Regions from separate parts of the Mus musculus genome. Here region 2 is linked to region 1. The links are chromatin contacts, called in public HiChIP or PLAC-seq maps. All regions are on one chromosome and are shown on one strand. The core of a region is the stretch at or near the end of the contact, and the rest is flanking DNA. Distances in the headings are between cores, read along the strand shown. Region 1 overlaps Gm41496 (a long non-coding RNA gene). Region 2 has its middle 11 kb from the start of Gm41497.

Region 1 (5,311 bases), core at 1,553-4,052:
GGTGAAGGTTCCCCAGCCTGTCTCTGCGTCACCATGGGAACCAAAGGGCCTAAGTCTCTCCCTAGGCTGGATTTTGTTTAGGGATGTAGGGCTAACAAAGATTGACAAGGGAAAAATGTAAGAGACTTATCTCATCAGAGTTTTACAGGACACAAGAAAAGCAACTTAAGGGAGAAAGGGTTTTTTTGGCTTATAGTTACAGAGTCAGGGTTAAGTCTATCATAGCAAGGAGAATATTGCAACAGGCAGGCTGAGCAAGATGCTGGCTGATCACACTGTTTCTGCTCAGGAAGCAAAGAGAAAGCAGGAAGTTGGGGTGGAGGACAGAAAACCTAAAACGTCGAAGCCACGGCTGCTCACTTGGTCCCTCCAGCAAGGCTCCACATGCAAAAGGGTCCACGACCTCACCAAACGGCAAACTGTGTGAGTTGAGATCAGGAATTCAAACAGGAACCCAAGAAAAACTGTATTTTGAGCTTAGTCTTGTCAACCTAGGATAAAGTCTAATTGAGAGCAAAGCATAGTCTATCTGCTAGGGATTGAGCCCAGGAAGACAGATCCGAGCAGCTGTGAGGATGCCTGTCACTCTACAAAGCGGACTTGGAGCTTGAGTTGACAGTCCCTGGATTTGTTGGACTTGTGAATAGAGCTGGAGGAAGTTAAGGCTTAGAAGGAATTGGCACAGGTAGCCTAGTGCACAGAAGGCCAGAAGGGGTCCCCAGTGTCCCAAAGCTCAAATGGAATCAAAACCAGGTATGCTTGCAGCCCAGTTCAAAAGCTCTGCTGCAGACCTCTCTGAGACCTTACTAACAATGGCTGCCGAGTTCTTGTTTTCCTTTGATCCTCTCAATGAAGAGCCAGCATCCATGTAGAAATATGTTTCTTGCACAAGATAAAACCTCATGAGGAATGCTGAGGCTTGCCCCGCCCCAGCATAGCTGTTGCCATTTTGTTCCATGCCTGCCAGCTATTTCATATTGTTGCTGTAATATGCCTACCCGTCACCGATGCAGAAAAATAACTTGACACAGAGCAGGGTCATGCTGACCACGTACCCTGTTACATTCTGTGTGTTCTGAGGCTTGCTAATCTTAAGGAATTCTACAACTATAAGCTTCACATAGGACCCATTGAATTAAAGGTCAATATGAACTGTTATGTCTAAAATGGCTTGTGCCAGGGCCGACCATTGAGGGGCACTTCCAGCACCTGTGTGTGAGCTCACTGTGGTTTTTGCAGTTTTAGCCTTTGTAAGCTGCCCCTGAGAAATGTCCAGCACACACCTGTAAGCTGTTATCCTGGTCAGTCCGTCTTGAGGGGTGCGTTCAAGAAACCATCCCTGTTTAACTGAGATTGATGTTCTTGTGGTTTGTGGGGCGACTCCTGGACCCCAACAAGATGGACCCAGAACACAGCAAGGTCGATCCTGACTGTCCCTGCCCACCTAGGAATCGTGTGAACCCTCCGGATCGAGAGGGGATGATCCATTCTCAGACTGGAGAATTATGGCAGCTTTTACCGGAACAGACGGGAAGATGGTTGCATTTGTATTTCTACAGTCATGGCTGCCTTGGGGGGTGGGGGGAGGGGCGGGCGGGCGGAGACTGGGGTTCTAGTTCCTATGTTTCCATGCAGAGGAGCAGAGAAAGATGCACAGGGGGTTCCAAGGGCTGAGGCCTCTCATGCCTTCGACAACAGCGCCCCAAGCCTGCTGAAGCACCTGCCTCTGCCCTAGTTCCCAGCTGCTATTCTGAGCCTTGGTCCCTACCTCGGGGCTTTGGGGTTCTTTGTGGGTTTCTATCTCTTCCTCCTCTGTCTATTGGCTCTTCCTGAGATACTTTGCTCCAAGAAGCAACACACCTGTCCTTTTTTCCTCCTTGTTTCTCTCTCCTACCTCCTACATGGACAGCTGTCACTGTCCTCTGTCCCTGCAACCTGTTCCAGGAAGAAACCACTTCTCTTCCAGGAAGAAATCACTGCTTTCCCCTATTGGCAGCAGCTCCTGGAACAAGGGTTCCTGGTTTCCGGGTTATCTCCTGGATCAAAGGGCATAAACAGGTCCGGGGCCCTGGTTGACATAAATTTCACGAGGAGGAGTTAACTTGGTCACACAGCCCTGGGGTTCTGGCACCTCCCTGTCCTCCCATGGCAAGTTCTCAGTCTTCTCCGCCCCCACCTAACACCCCCTCCTCGCTCTGAAAAACCAGTATGACCCTTCTCAGTGGCTCTGGAATTTTCTGTGCCTGTCTGAATCACAAGACTGTCTCACTAGGTCAGTCGCTTGTTTGGGACTCTTCATTGCTGTCCCACATCTTTGCTAACTTGACCCTTCTCTCTAGAACCCCACCGTTGTCCCAGGGTGGGCGGATCAAAGAAGACGCCCTGTTCTTTATCCCCACTACATACAGTGTCCCACCCAGGAATTTGGGTCGAGTACTGGAGGCGACAATCACGGGCAGGATTTATAGTGTAAGTGGGCAAGGTGAGAACGGGCGTTTGTAATATACACAAGGAGAAAGTCCACACCGTCCCCACCCACTCCGCAGTGACACACACCACCGCTGTCTCAAGGATTTTTGCTCACAAAGCTGCTGTCCTAGAAGTGGAAGAGCAGCGCGGTTTGGGTCCTAAATCAATAAGCAGGCCAGGCTGGGCGGGCGGCAGCCCCAATGCTCTTCAGGGGCTGCAGCAGAGAGCATGGAATTTTCCACCGGTGGGCAGACCCGCACAGCCGCGTCCCATTGGTGGAGCGCGGTGGCGTCGCCCGTGAGGGTGCGGAGGTGAGCTCAGCCACAGTGGGCTCTGCAGAGGGCGGGGCCGGGAGGGAGGCGGGAGAGGGGCAGCTGATCCCCAGCCATGGGGCTCTGCAGCTAGACTTGGGGGGCAGGGGCGGAAGATGCTCCCCTTTGTTCAAGCCCCACCCCTCCTCCCTCCGGTCTGACCCCAGACCCCTGCCCCTTTTTTCTGGTCCTTGTTTAACCCGTTAAGCTCCGTGCCATCAATAGATCCTGGATCAGATCAGTACCACGGCCCCAGGTGGGAACCCACCCCACAGGTCCACTGCGCAGCAAAGAGGTGAAAGATGATGGAAGCAGCAAGTGGTCTTTTTGCTTCTCTTAAACGAGAGAAAAACCCCCACAAGGACTGTAAAATACGTGCAAGACAGGAGAGGCAGTGTCCAATCAGCTCGCGGGCGCGCGCACACACAGGGCTACTTAGAGGAATTTGTGTGGGAGCCAGGCCTGCTACAGCTTTTAAAGCAGCCCCGTTTTGATTCTCATGGTTTCCCGTGTGTTGTGAAATCCACCTTAGTGGCCTTCCTTTGGCGAGCTGGAAATGTTTGTTGAGTGAATGAATGGACTCTGTGACAGCTAGGTAAGCCCTGGCTCATGGGGTTTTATTCATTTGTCATGTGACCTTGGACACCTCACGATTTCTTTGAGCAACTGAGGTTGCAGAAAGTTAAATGGAGAACTATTCTCTGACCCAACAATCCCATTTGTAGGCTCTAGGACACGGCAGAACAACCTACAGCAGACCGACAGAGTTCACTCCCAAGTGCCCTCGCAGGGAGGATGGGTAAACAGAAGTGGGCTCCCGTACACTGGGATAGTACTCCGCTGTGGAAAGGGAGGGCATACTGACATGTGTCAAGCTAACCCTGAAAAGCATGCCAGGTGCAATAGGCAGAGGTAGACAGAGGCCATAGAGAGCCGTGTGCCTGCTGAATGAGTCTGCTAAGACCCGCACAGCCCGGGTTCCTGAAGCCAGGGTGAGGGACCTGGGCAACCACCTGATGCCTACAGCACATGGGAATCCCCAGCATTACGGAGTACTGCCACTGGAGTCTGTAAAATGCTTAATTTTATGTCGTATGGATTTCCTCTTAATAAAACAATTTTATGTTTTGTTTTGTTTTGTTTTGTTTAATTTGTGTGTGTGAGTGTGTGTGTGTGTGTCTGCGCGCGCGCGTGGAGGCTGGGGGTTGACACTGGAAATCATCCTCATTTGTTTTATGACTCTTTCCCTTTATGCTTGGAGGCAGGGTCTCTCAACCAAACCAGAGCTCCCCACATGCTAATCTTGCTAGCCAGCTTACTCTGGGGATCTTCTGCCTCCACCTGCCTGGGCTGGAATTCCAGGTAGATCACCATGCCACCCGGAATCAGTGAGGGTTTCTAGGGATCTGAACTATGGTCCTCAAACTTCCAATGGCTTTAACAGCCAAGCTACCTCCCCAGCAGTTAAAACAATTTTTAATGAAGCAAATGACAAAATTGCCTGCCTGAAGATGAAATAGAATCACCTATTATAAAAAAAAATGTTTGAGCAAGTTAAAAGCCTGCATTCTGATTTCCTCCATATTATCTTCTGGGGAGGGGGAGAGCATGGCGGGGGAGGCGGAGGAAGGATGCATTTTCCCAAGTTTTCAGCTAAAAGTCAGTCAGCCCAAGGCCCACTCAGGTACCAGTTACTGAGGGGCCTGGGACTGCCTCAAGTTTCTTGACTAGAAAGACTTAGACACGGGACGCGAGGGTGCCAGAGAGCTGGAGGCGTCCAGTCCCTGTGTTGTTTCCCGGTGCTTCCAGTCACTGTTCTGCAGGGCTTTGAGGCACCATGGAAGCCATAGGAAGCTGTGGATGACAGGATGGAGTCCTTAGATCTAGAATAGGCTCCTTGGTCTGGGAGCCAACACCAATCCTGGCTCTGCCATCTTCCACATGGTGGGGGAGTACAAGCCAAGGCTTTTGCAGGAGTCCATTTTCTTATGTAACCAATGGGGGTTAGTGAAAAAACCCATTGAGTCAGCTAATGCATATGTGACCCTGAGGAGGAACCTGTGCTCAGAGAGCATCAACTGCACAGAAGAGGAGAAGGGAAACCATGTTCCATGAATACAGAGCTCTGCCTGGAGTGGCAGGACAGGGACAGGGAAATGCTGCCCCAGATGACAGGGATGGGAAACACAAATAAATGGTTTGAAGGGGGAGCCTGATTATAGAGCAAGCAGGTGGTGTGCCCCACATCACCATCCCAAGATATGAGTGGTTCAAAGATAGGGTGATGCTGACATTTGTGACACACACACACACACATACACACACGTACACAGGCACACAATGAGCATTCTTTTATTCTGACAGTGGAAGGTGTTCTGTCCCTTGTGATGAGAAAGTTAGCAAGCGAAGTTCTCAAGGATGCATCTGCAGTGCCAAGGCAGTGGCGACCTGAAAGGAAACCACGAACTAGCTCAGCTCTGAAATAAAAATCTTCCCCACAGGTGTCCTCTGGCTCATCTGCAGACTCCTCC
Region 2 (5,720 bases), core at 2,117-4,616, 76 kb before region 1:
CATAGGAACGACCAGCCATCCAACCCCACCCGAGTAATATAGGCCCTGCTGGGCGCTGTGCACCATGCTGTGCCGTAGAGATACCCCTGTGAGGGGAAAGAGTTACCGAGGTGTCGGACATGAAGGGAACACTCTGGCTACTGTCCAAGTGAGCAAAGTTTGGCTGGGGTGTAGACCTGGTCCCGTCATCACAGTGTTCCTCTAAATCACGTTCCAGTGGACCTGGTCCGCCATCACAGTGCCTCTCTGACTCTTGTTCCAGTCAGTGTACCTGGTCCGTCATCATAGTGGCCCCTCTAATCCACTTCCAGTAGGCCTGGTCCGTCATCACAGTGTTCCTCTGACTCACATCCCAGTGGACCTGGTCCGTCATCACAATGCCCCTCTGATTCCCATTCCAGGCTCATTGCTAGCATTGTTCCTTGGGGCTATTTGAAGCCTTCTCTGGTGGTTCCTTATTAGTGAGAACCATTTTGGCAATTTGGATGGTAATTTTGTCCTACTGTCATTAGTGTGGCGGGAGTGAGGAATGTTCAGCATCCCTCCATGCCTAGGATAGTCCTCTGTGGAGAACAGCTGCCCCAACACCGGGCCTCATTGCCAAAGGCTTCATCAAAGCGTCATGTAGGTAAAAGCTGGGCTCTGCTTTACACATAAACAAAGTCGTTCTCAGAAGCTCTTTAGAAAATGCTGAAGTTTCCAGGAAGGAGATTACTGTGTAAAGTGAGGGAAGATTATATTGTTTACCAAGAGCCAACCATCATTTGGGACACGATGTTACCACCAGGAGGGCCCTTCAGTGCTGGGGTCACACAGCTGGCCCGCAACAGGCTGCACGTGTGCGTCAATGTGACTGAGAGCCTGCCCATGGCTCAAGGATCCCCATTCCCTCCCACACTTCCACCTCAACATTTACTAGAGGAAACACATTATTATTATTATTATTATTATTATTATTATTATTATTATTATAACTATAAATTGCCTTCTAATTATCTTTAAGTTTCGGATTCTGTTAAGTCTAAGATAATAGGTTATGTGAAGAGATTACATGTAGAACTATCATGGGCTGAATGGTGTCCACTGGAGAAGACCTGTCAAAATTCTAAACTCCAGCAGCTTAAAACATACTTAATAAGTAAAGGCCTTTATAGAGATAATCAAATGAGGCTGGAGCCTCATTTTAATTTAAATAAAGATTTAAATTAAATAAAGATTAAATAAAAATTAATTTAAATAAAGACGACTGGAATCTTTATTGAAAAAGCAAAACAGACACAAAGACACTTGTGAAGAGAAGATGACAAACAGAAAAGGAGTGAGTACACAGTGGAGTAGGAAATGTGGCTCAGTGGTTTGAACATTTGTTACTCTAGCCAAAACCCAGCATCCACATCAGGTAGCTCACAGCCTCCTGTAGCTCTTGCTCCAGCTGATCTGGCACCTTCTTCTGGCCACCAAAGATTCCTGTACTTATGTGCACAGTCCCACACACGTACACATAATAAAAAATAAAATAAATCAGAGACAGGCAGATCTCTATTAGTTGGAGCCAACCTAATCAATACATTGAGCTCCAGGCCAGTTAGGGCTACCTAGTGAGACCCTGTCTCAAAACATAATCTTTTTATTTATATATACACGTAATTATTTTGTTGTTGAGACAGGGTCTGGCTGTGTCATCCTGTCTGGCTTAAAACTCTGCCTCTGCCTCCTGAGTGCTGGGATTAAAGGTATGTGCCACCACGCCTAGCCCATAATCTTTGTATTTTAAAGGACACTGAGACAAGTTGCTGTCTACAAACCAGAGAAAGACCAGAAACAGAAACACCCTGGGAAGAAGGCAGCCTGGCCCACACCTTGATCTTTGACCTCTGCCTCCCAGAGACTGAGACAATACATTTACGACTTATGTTTCTTGAGCCTCATAGTCTCTGGGTTTTTGTTATGTCACTCTTAGCTAAATAACATGATTTTATTCCAGAGAACAAAAGAGATGTGAAATACAGTACACAAATAGAAAGATTTGGGGGACAGTGTGCTTGGGACAGACTCTTCTATTTGAACTGTCAAATAGAGCTGTTGAAAATGATTCCAAATGGCAGTAATAATATAAAAAGTAGGCTTGGCCTGGCAGCAAGCCAACGGTAGAATGGATAAGTACACTATCAGAAATAATGAAAGTCTTAAATATCTAGCAAAAGCCAAGCAAACCTGCAGCCTGTAGACTTCTGGAGCTCGAGAGGGATTGACCACAGCAGTTAAGTTTAAAATACAAAAACAAAAACAAAAACCATTTCAGCTTCTGGGGTGCTCTGGACACTCTTCTTGATGTCTACAAACAGCTCTACTTGGGTCAAGCTTTACTGTGCATGAAGTACCTTGTGCTTTATGCAGCTGAACCAGTCCAAAGATACAGGCAGGGCAGAGAAAAGGATCCTCGTTTTTAGAAATGAGACGTCTGTGGCTGTGAGACTCATTTGCCTGAGTTAAATAATTAATTTTTGTTTTACTAACCATAATTTATTTTGGTTATAAGAAACAGTAAGCAGTGTTAAGTAACTCAGAGGTAAAACAATTAATAGTCTGGATTCTCCCAAGCGGTGTGAGACTGCCCTTTAGGCGAGCAGACCCACAATTTCCCCTGAGGCCCTCTCTCCTACAGGGAGTAGAGGGTCTTTACCCACACAGCTGCTAAAAAGATAAGCCCACGGCCTGTCCTCAAGACCTCATTCTCTGATCAAAGTTCCAACTCCCTGATGAGAAAACATTAAACTGCCGTTTGAGCCTATGTCTGTCAACTGTGGCCTGAGGAAAGGGTCATGTGACACAAGCAAGGTGTGGTAGGGGCTTGGTAGAGAAAGGAAAATCAGGTGGCTGACCGAAAGGTCAGGGAGACGCACACCCGCTGTCTTTCTACTCCATTCAAACGCTCCAGGCTGTTCAAGTTTGCTTTCTGTTGCTGTGAGAAATACCACGACCAAAAGCAACGTAGGGAGGAAATGGCTACGTTGTCTGTAATAATTAGGTGTTTGGATCAGAATTCTTCTGCATATTTGGGTCATCTGAACAGTGAGAGGTGACATAAAAGGTATACCTGCCACTTTAATCAAAACTCTGGCTGGCGCCCATATTTCCCTTGCTGGCCATTGGGCAGCTTCCTTTGCTGTGACCCACACATATGAGGGATGTCTCAGGATGTGGGAGAATGAGGTGTCTAAGCTGCATCTCCAGAGGCTTTTCACACCGTGCTGTTTACGACCATCTCAACTGGCCTCTGTGCCTCTCGCCTCTGTCTCCTAACTGTCCTGTCTCTCAGAAGCCTACCGCTGTAATCCCTCTTTCATGCTGCCAAAGGTTTATCTCGGGACTCACAGCTAATCAGATTCTGTGGACTCTCAGATGCCCAGTGCCTACAGTCAGGCCATCCTCATTCCTGTCACCAGTTTCCCTCTGTTTACACATTAACACCAACTTGGCTCTGCTCTGCACATACATTCCTTTTCATTATCACCATGGTAAACACGATTGTTCTTACTCTCCAGCCTTACAGACGTCAGTTCTCAGATCACAAGCCAAAGGTCACAGGCCAGTAAACACTAGAATTACATTTTGAATTCAGATCTGACTGGAAAGCAAATTCCTTTTCTACTTGGTCACGCTAAACTAATGTGTTGCTGCTCTCCGGGGACACTGAACCAGAGTGGGAGAGAGAGAAACAGAAGTAGAGACAGACAATGACAGAGACAGTGACAAAGGTGACTAGGAACTGATTTGTGTGATTATAGATCTAAATGAAGATGAAGATAAGAAAACCTGAGGTGCAGGGTATGGTGTGGTAGTGCACACCTTTAATCCCATCACCCAGGATGCTGAGGCAAGCTGGTCTCTGAGTTTGAGGCCAGCCAGAGCAAGTTCTAGGACATCCAGGACCACACAGAGAAACACTGTTTGGGGGGTGGGGGATGGGGTGGGGTGGCATAAATTCAGTTAGAGTCCTAATGTTTGAGAACCCAAGGAAGCTGATGCTCTAAGTCCCGGGATCTTAGGACAGAAAGCTTCAGTCTCCTCTCCCTCTTCCATTCATTCTATCAGTGAATGCTTATCCGCATTCTAGAGTCCACTGATTCAAATGCCAACCGTGGAACCAAATACAATGGGTTGACTTCTGGGTGAGTCGAAAGCCACGGGCAAGCATAGTCAGAGAAATAACAGGCAAGATTTATTACCAACAACAAACTCCCCAAACAATGGCCTCCCTGACAAAGGAAAGGCAGGCTTGGTTTAAGTACGCACACTTACCCACTTAAGGAAGAACTTTAGGAGAAGGTACCGACCTGAGCATGCTCAGTCTAAGACTGCAGTTCGAGGGGAAGATAGTGAAGACGTTTATGGATATGCTTATTTCATACATTATGGGGCACATACTAGAGGCATTAAAATGGCAAAGAGCTGTGCCTTGGGGCATTCTCGATTTGTGTTGTAAAGATGATGGACAGAAACTCCTCTGTGCATGCTCAGTTTTCTCCAAGATTTTTAACAGCAAGAGGTAGGTAGAAAGTATTTTGAAAGTATATTGATAGAGGCTTTTGCCCCTAGGGATGCCTGCTTCACTCAGAGGCTCTAACAATGTCAGCCTAAAACACCCCCACAGAAATACCCAGAAATATTGCTTCATAGAAATAACATAGAAATAACTTCCTCCTGGAAGTTGGGTGAAAAATAAAATCAACAATCACTCCCAAGTAGCCATGGCCAATTAGGCTATGATTCTCAAATGGGAAACATGAAATCCACCATAGAGATATCATGTATCTATTTAGCTGGAAATGATACTTAGTGTTGACTGTGTAAGGAGCTGAAAGCTGAACCCCACCCACATGCGTTGTTAGCACTCAGACTTATGTTGGTTATGGAAGAGCAGGCAGAAGACAAGAAGGCGTGAAGCTTTGAGGCAGAAGGAAGGGGGAATAACTAACTACTGCTTCTGGGTTGGATGGAGCGACAGCACGGGGCCTTAATACGGGAATGATGTGCAGTGGCCTCCAGATTCAAATAGAAGTTTCAATTCACACTGAGGTCACTACATACTTAGTGTACTTTTGGTTTTCCTGAAGCTATTCGCTGATATCTTGTATCTCTTCCTTCTTCTGTCCTCCAGCCCTTGCCTTTAAATTTATAACAGCTCCGAACTTTCCTTTTCTTTTTTCTTTTCCTTTGCTTTCTTTTGCTTTTTTTCTTTTCTTTTCTTTTCTTTTGTTCTTTTCCTTATTTTTAAGCTCTGATTTTTTTTTTTTTAGCCTGGGGCTTTCTATACACTGCAGCCTGGGGTTGGGCTTGCCCTCCTCCCCCTGGGTCTCTTAGGTATGCTCCACCGTATCTGGCAAAAATTTTCTTTTAACATTTGAGAAATGTGAGAACAAGCAAATTAGAAAAGAAGATAAATCAGAGATATGAAGACCAGTCCAGAGGCGGCAGTGGTGGGACAAGATGCAATAGTTATAGGGAGCAGAGTACCAACCACACAGACCAGTCTGTGTTTGGAGAGCAGGGCACTAGGATGGATGTCCAGTATGAACCAAGATGCCTAAGGCTGGGCATCCAGAGGGGCTCTGAGTCAGCACAAAATGGCCTACAGTGGAGTCCCGAAAGAGAGCAGTGAATGCAATCTATTATATCGCCATTCCTAGCTAAATGACATCTTTGTGTGATTTGTACTA

Evidence for each region. HiChIP or PLAC-seq counts read pairs in DNA pulled down with a chosen protein or histone mark.
Region 2: a contact with region 1 is called in an H3K27ac HiChIP or PLAC-seq map of extraembryonic endoderm stem cells. The contact joins two enhancer-like sites. A contact is called at or near these places in 1 of 484 Hi-C or Micro-C datasets (nephron progenitors) and 4 of 115 datasets of contacts at active chromatin or transcription factors (embryonic stem cells, extraembryonic endoderm stem cells, forebrain and 1 more).

What each region holds. Positions count from the first base shown.
Region 1 is chr16:92,156,097-92,161,407 of GRCm38.p6, reverse strand. All of the region lies in intron 1 of Gm41496 (a long non-coding RNA gene), which reads right to left. It overlaps Gm41495 (a long non-coding RNA gene), which reads right to left. Exons shown (of 2, transcript XR_876254.2): 2 at 5,117-5,228. Among named protein-coding and RNA genes, the nearest start is that of Gm41495, 5.7 kb to the right of the region's middle. Within about 2 kb of position 2,802, at least 129 of the 459 cell types and tissues checked have an H3K27ac peak or open chromatin away from gene starts, as enhancers often do. A contact at or near this core is called in extraembryonic endoderm stem cells and pancreatic cancer cells, where this site is marked.
Region 2 is chr16:92,232,542-92,238,261 of GRCm38.p6, reverse strand. No RefSeq gene overlaps it. Among named protein-coding and RNA genes, the nearest start is that of Gm41497, 11 kb to the left of the region's middle. Within about 2 kb of position 3,366, at least 58 of the 459 cell types and tissues checked have an H3K27ac peak or open chromatin away from gene starts, as enhancers often do. A contact at or near this core is called in extraembryonic endoderm stem cells and pancreatic cancer cells, where this site is marked.